Regions from separate parts of the Hordeum vulgare genome. Here region 2 is linked to region 1. The links are chromatin contacts, called in public Hi-C maps. All regions are on one chromosome and are shown on one strand. The core of a region is the stretch at or near the end of the contact, and the rest is flanking DNA. Distances in the headings are between cores, read along the strand shown. Region 1 holds the start of LOC123451870. Region 2 holds the start of LOC123397180 (O-fucosyltransferase 9-like).

Region 1 (2,826 bases), core at 130-2,629:
ACCGAAATGAATATCGATGGTACCGAGTTGCACTAAATGTGGCAACTTTTGAATTCTCGGTGAGACCGATATATGAATCTCGGTGGTACCGATATGATCACCTAGACTAGTTTCCAAATCTCGATGAGGCCGATTTCAAACTGGAAATTCCGTTTCTTGAAATATTCTTAATAGAAAGTTGTTCATTGAATCTCGGTGGCACCAATAGGAATGTTGGTGGTAACGAGATGGTAGGATTTGGCGTAGGTTGTGTCAAGTGTAAAGTCGGTAGGGCCGAATGGAAATTGTTGGTGGCACCGATTTTGCTGGTTTGGGTTTGGACACAAATATTTTTGCGGGAGAATGATTGAGTATTTTTGGTCTCTACCTCTAAGCACTTGAGCAACCAATTCATCATAATACGTCATCCCCTTTTAATAGTATTGGTTTTCCTATGGACTCAAAATAATTTTTCACAAAGTATAAAATGAAGAGTCTTTTTGCTTGAAGCATGAGCCAATCCTATCCCTTCCTTGCATCAAGGGGCATCCCCTCACAATCCTATAGCCAAAGCATCTTTGAACTTTTCTAAAATATACTTGAATAAACTCATTAGTCCAATGATGCATATGTTGTGATTAATTACGAAAACCACCTTAGGAAGCAATTGTGCTTTCACAATTACTCGCCTTGTAATGAGATCTGGCCGGTCGTGGTGCACTCTATATAATCCACCCCCGGGCTCGTGACCAAGGGTTGAGCATTCTCTACTATCACATATTCTATAAGCAAACACTAGCCCCAGGGTTCGAGACGTAGGGTTGTTACCACTTCTTAGTGGGGCCCGAACTCGTACGTCCATGTGTATCCACTGCGCCCTAGCTAAGCTTTGCCCCCCATTCATACCCCTCGTATTATTGTCACGATCATTCTCACGACATTGACCCTTCACACAACTTCTTCCAAAATCTTGTATCCCTATATTTTTTACAATCCTAGCTGTTTACATTCTAACTACTCCCTCCGTCCAGGTATATAGGACATGCGCGTAGTTCTAGGTCGTTAATTTTAACTATTTAAATATGTATTATATGTAATAAATAATATATTATTAGTTTCATGCGGGGATGTAGTTTTTTAATATGTAATTTTTATCGTATATAATATATATTAGCTAGTTAAATTGACAACCTAGAACTACGCGCATGTCCTATACACTTGGACGGAGGTAGTAGCTATGATTATATATAAAAAATACGAATTCAAAATTCTCAAAGAAGCTGGATGGATTTTTAAGATTATGGGAGAATCGATCAAAAGAATTGACCATAAAGACGTGCACGGCTTACTAGTAGGCCCAAACCGCGGAGGCCTAGCACCAGCGGCATAAATTGCCATCCCAACCGCAACCGGGCACCGCTGCCTGCCCCACTCCCCCCGCCGTCTCCGCCGCACAAATCAACACAACGGCCGCCACCGCCTACTCCGTCGTCTCCACCACCATCATCTCCAATCTGCATCTGAGGATCGAATCCTAGTAGATCTAAACAGCCTTTTCTCATCCACCCCCAGGGTTGAAATCCGCTCAGCCCTTGCGCATCTCTCCGGTGGCCGCAGTCGAGTCGACATCATGGGACGCCGGGGGGGACGAGGAGGTGGATGGGTAGGAGGGCGCGGACGAAGGGACGAACGGCCAGGAGGTGGCCGCGACATCAGGGGCATGCGTGATCGCCTCCCTAACGACATGGGTATACGGGACCGCCGGCCTGAAAATCGCCCCCGCTGCAGCGCTGGTCGCAGCCCATCCCCGGGCTACCGTCGTCGTCGCAGCCCCTGCCAGGGCTACCGTCCTCGCCGCAGTCCTCGCAGTCGTAGCCCCTCCCCGGGCTACCGTGCTGGCCAGAGTCCTCGCGGCCCCTCCCCGCACCACCGCTTGTTCCGCAGCCGCTCTCCTGTCCACCGCGCAAGTCGCTCCAGGGACGACGACGGGCAAGGTGACTACGGGAGGGTACCCTGTCATCAGGAGCGCGATCGATGCAGCCCGAGAGGAAGCCATGATGGTCGCGGCGACCGCGATTCAAGAGGAAACCATGATGGTCGCGGCTACCGCGGCCCAAACAGGAGCTTTGACATTCGTGGCGACTGTGCGACGAACGGGAGATATGATGCTCCACCGGACTACATGCTCCCAAAAGATCCATACGACCAGGGGCGTGCTGCCAAGAATGAAAGTGTCTTCTTTGGAGGCCCTGGTGGCCGGAGCATTAACAAGGAGGATGGGTTTTGTGGAGACGCTGCCATGAAACTCAGAGTTAGTTCCACAGGATTTGGAAGGACTAGCTCAATGTACCTGGACAGCAGGTCGCCTCCGCCGCCGCCACCACCTACATCATTGGCTGCTAGGACAATGTACCCCTCGGTGCCACTTACAGAGACTGGATTCCTGACAGGGAGTTCAACGGTGAAAGGTGTGGAAAGCCTTGGCGCTGGAAGTACCCGGTTGCCTCAAGACGACAGCAGGTTTCAGTACCATGACCGTTTGTCTGGCCCATATGTTGGGAGCAGAGAAATTGAAAGGCTTGGCCCTGGTAGAGATGTGCGTAGTGACAGGGATGGAGAATTGGATATGCTTTACTCTAGTAGGGGCGTGTATGGTTCGGACACCACACCATCTATGCAGTTGAAACGGTGTGTTGGTTCTTCACCATCTGGACTTGCCAAGGGCAGCCCATACCGAGTGCATGGTGGACTTTATGAGCCAAGCAATGGCTACGCCATGGATGACATTAGTAAACCAGACTCCTTGGGACATGGGAGTGGTCATGTTTACAGGTTTGCAGAAAGTTC
Region 2 (2,826 bases), core at 204-2,703, 380 kb after region 1:
TCAACACTTGTGATGTACACATTGTAGCAGCAAGGTGGAGCTGCTCCTCCACAACCTTGTGCTGCTTCAAGAAGGTCATCCTCTACGATGCTCCCGATGCCCCTTATTTATAACACAACTTATGGAAGGCATCCATGTCGGTGTGTAAGGTGTGTAGAGTGTGGAGTCTAGCTCTTGCATTGGTTTACATTGTGTGTAGGGTCTTTTCTTCCTTATTTGTACAGACCTCCTTCTTACGATATGAGATATGATATTATTCCTCCTCCTAAGGGCATTTCTAAACGATCCCCTATCCGGCCATAAGGGAGGATAAATCCGGTTTTACTCCTCTATGCCGCACCTAGCCGAAGTCCTAGTAAAACCTATAAGGGAGGATAAATTTTACTCCAGTCCCTATTCAACCCCTAAATATACTCCGTCTGGAGGCGACCGAGAATACATTTTCTTCACGCAAAGGCCTCCTTATGGCTGGCCGGCGACTCATGTGAAGTTTCCTTGTTGACGGTTGTGACCTCCGGCCTCGTCGGCGACCTCACCGCCGATGCTCCGTTGCCCTCATTAACAGCAGGCCTCGTCGATGCTAGTTTCGCCTTAGCTCCGTTGCCCTCGTCGTCGTTGCCGTGGCAGCGGAGGCACGCTTGGTGTACGTAGCATCCTCGGACGGGCCGTGCCCCACTAGCAGTGGTGGCGCATAGCTGAACTGGACAACGCACGGAGGAACGACGGGGCGCTCTGCAGGCACAAGATGGTCGTGTTTTCCCTCACGGTGGCTGGGCGCATCGTCGTCAACGGCTCCGCCAGGCGGACGATCTCCATGTGGCAGCGCGATGAGGGCACCAACCACCCCCGCGTCACTATGGCCATGGCCGGAGCAAAGGTGAACAAGGTCTCCGTGCGTGCAATGTAGAGCATGCACACGTGTGCGTGCAAATCATGTGTTTGTGAGAGAGCCTAGGCTCTAGATGCGCGTACGAATCATATGCACCTTGTATCTAAGGTATAATCATGCACATCCTTCTTAAAAATCACAATGGTTCTTTGAGCTATTCACTAAACTTTAGAACGGTGTGAAGCTTATAGAGAAAGGATGAATATAATCATTTATAGTTCAAATAAACTATGTACATAAAATATATTTTTATGGTAAAAAGTGTTTTTACTTCGCTAGGTGTAAGGGATCCGTTAGAAATGGTTAAAATTTAGTGTAGTAAATATACCCTTCTAAAGCTTATTTCAAAGTTTACTTCTTTATTTTGCACGGGATTGATTAAAAATGCTGTAAGACGGTGACGAGCCATCATAGATTTTGTTTTGGAAACCGAAGTAGAATTGTTAAGCTTGACAAAGAAATGGTAGTATTTGTTTGTAAATCTGTATAAAACCCGGAATTTCGCTTAAGCCACAAACAATCAAGGCACACGTAACAGTCAATAAGTCGGCGAGCATCCACCAATAGGAGGAGACCATTCGCACACCGGCGGTTGCCAATACGATTCCACTACAGGTCTCCTCCTCCGGTCCTCTCCGCGGTAAACCTCGGCGCCCCCAACGAGGCCACCCGCTTCATGGCCGAGCTGAGCAGAGCTCGCATGATCCCGCGAGAGCCCCACCACTGAGGGAGCGAGCGATGTCCGTTGCCCCGTCGGCGCGCAGCGGCTGCGGTGCCGCCAAGGCCGCGCGGCGCCACCAGGCGGGGCGCGCTGGCGGAGGGAGGCGCCGCGCCGCCGTGGTCCTCCTTCTCCTCGCGCTGGCATACGCGACGGGGCTGCTCATGTTCGTCTTAGGAGGCGGGGGTTCTGTCGACATCGGCGGCCGCGCGGGCGTTACGGTGGCATCGTTGCGGCGGCGGCGCGCGCCCGCCCCGTCCCCACCGCCGCCGGGGTCGGTTTACCGCAGCCACATCGTGTTTAAGCGGCTATGGCCGGACATACGCGATGACGCCGCGTCCGCTTCGACTGCCACCTCCGCTTCTGCCTCCACCTCCTCTCCGTGGCGTCGCAGCATGGTGGGTGGTCTTTCTTCTTGCAGTTACCGTGCTCCCTGGGGAGATTTGGGGTTCTCACGTGCTTGTTGCCTGCTTCTTCGGTTCGATTCTTCTACTTCTTCATGTTTCACAACGCAATCAACGCGCTAACGCATTAGGCGAAATGTTCGGGGAGAATTTCGGAACCCTTTTGGTGCCTTTTCTCTGATTTATCACGGGAACGACGCCCAATACATTATTGTATCGTGAGCTGGTGTTCTTGGTATGTGAGTGATTTGCGCAAAAAGTCTAGTTCTCGATTCCTAGTTTTTACCTTCCTGTGAACGAGGTCATGCGCCCCCGCATTTCCGTTGTGTACGGCTACGCTCGTGACTTTGGATGTATTCATGCGTACTACTAGTCTGTTGTTTGTTGGCATCAAACTATATCTCTGTTTTGCCAAAAAAAAAGGAAGTTAATGTCTAGAAGTAAATATCCTTATCTCCTTACGATTCCGATGGAAGATTAACTATAGATTTTTGGTGGTAGATCTTCTGCGTGGCAGGTTGTGAATGCAGTCATTATAAATGAGCTGTTCAGTTCAGAGTTAAATTAGTCTAGTATTGCTCCAAAATACTCTGAACTGAACAACTCAGAGCTAAATCAGTCGCTCCAAAATACTCCAGAGTCTAGTATTGTTCAGTTCAGGTTGGGAGCATCAAATATGTTCGCAAGGAGGAACCAACTTCTTAAATCAGTCCTAAGAACTTCCAGCATATTCATTTTTGTCTATCGAACCTACCTGCTTTTGTCAATAATCATATTTTTTGTATGGTGCAGTTAATGACATCACGTTATCCAAA

What was found. A called contact is a pair of places that touch in the nucleus more often than the background predicts.
Region 2: a contact with region 1 is called in a Hi-C map of leaf, with 2.5 times the contacts expected there. The contact joins the promoter of LOC123397180 here to the promoter of LOC123451870 in region 1. A contact is called at or near these places in 4 of 6 Hi-C or Micro-C datasets (leaf and seedling).

The regions. Positions count from the first base shown.
Region 1 is chr5H:238,496,264-238,499,089 of MorexV3_pseudomolecules_assembly, forward strand. It overlaps LOC123451870, which reads left to right and starts at 1,380. Exons shown (of 3, transcript XM_045128416.1): 1 at 1,380-2,826. The coding sequence starts at 1,610.
Region 2 is chr5H:238,875,327-238,878,152 of MorexV3_pseudomolecules_assembly, forward strand. It overlaps LOC123397180 (O-fucosyltransferase 9-like), which reads left to right and starts at 1,454. Exons shown (of 10, transcript XM_045091829.1): 1 at 1,454-2,005; 2 at 2,804-2,826. The coding sequence starts at 1,628.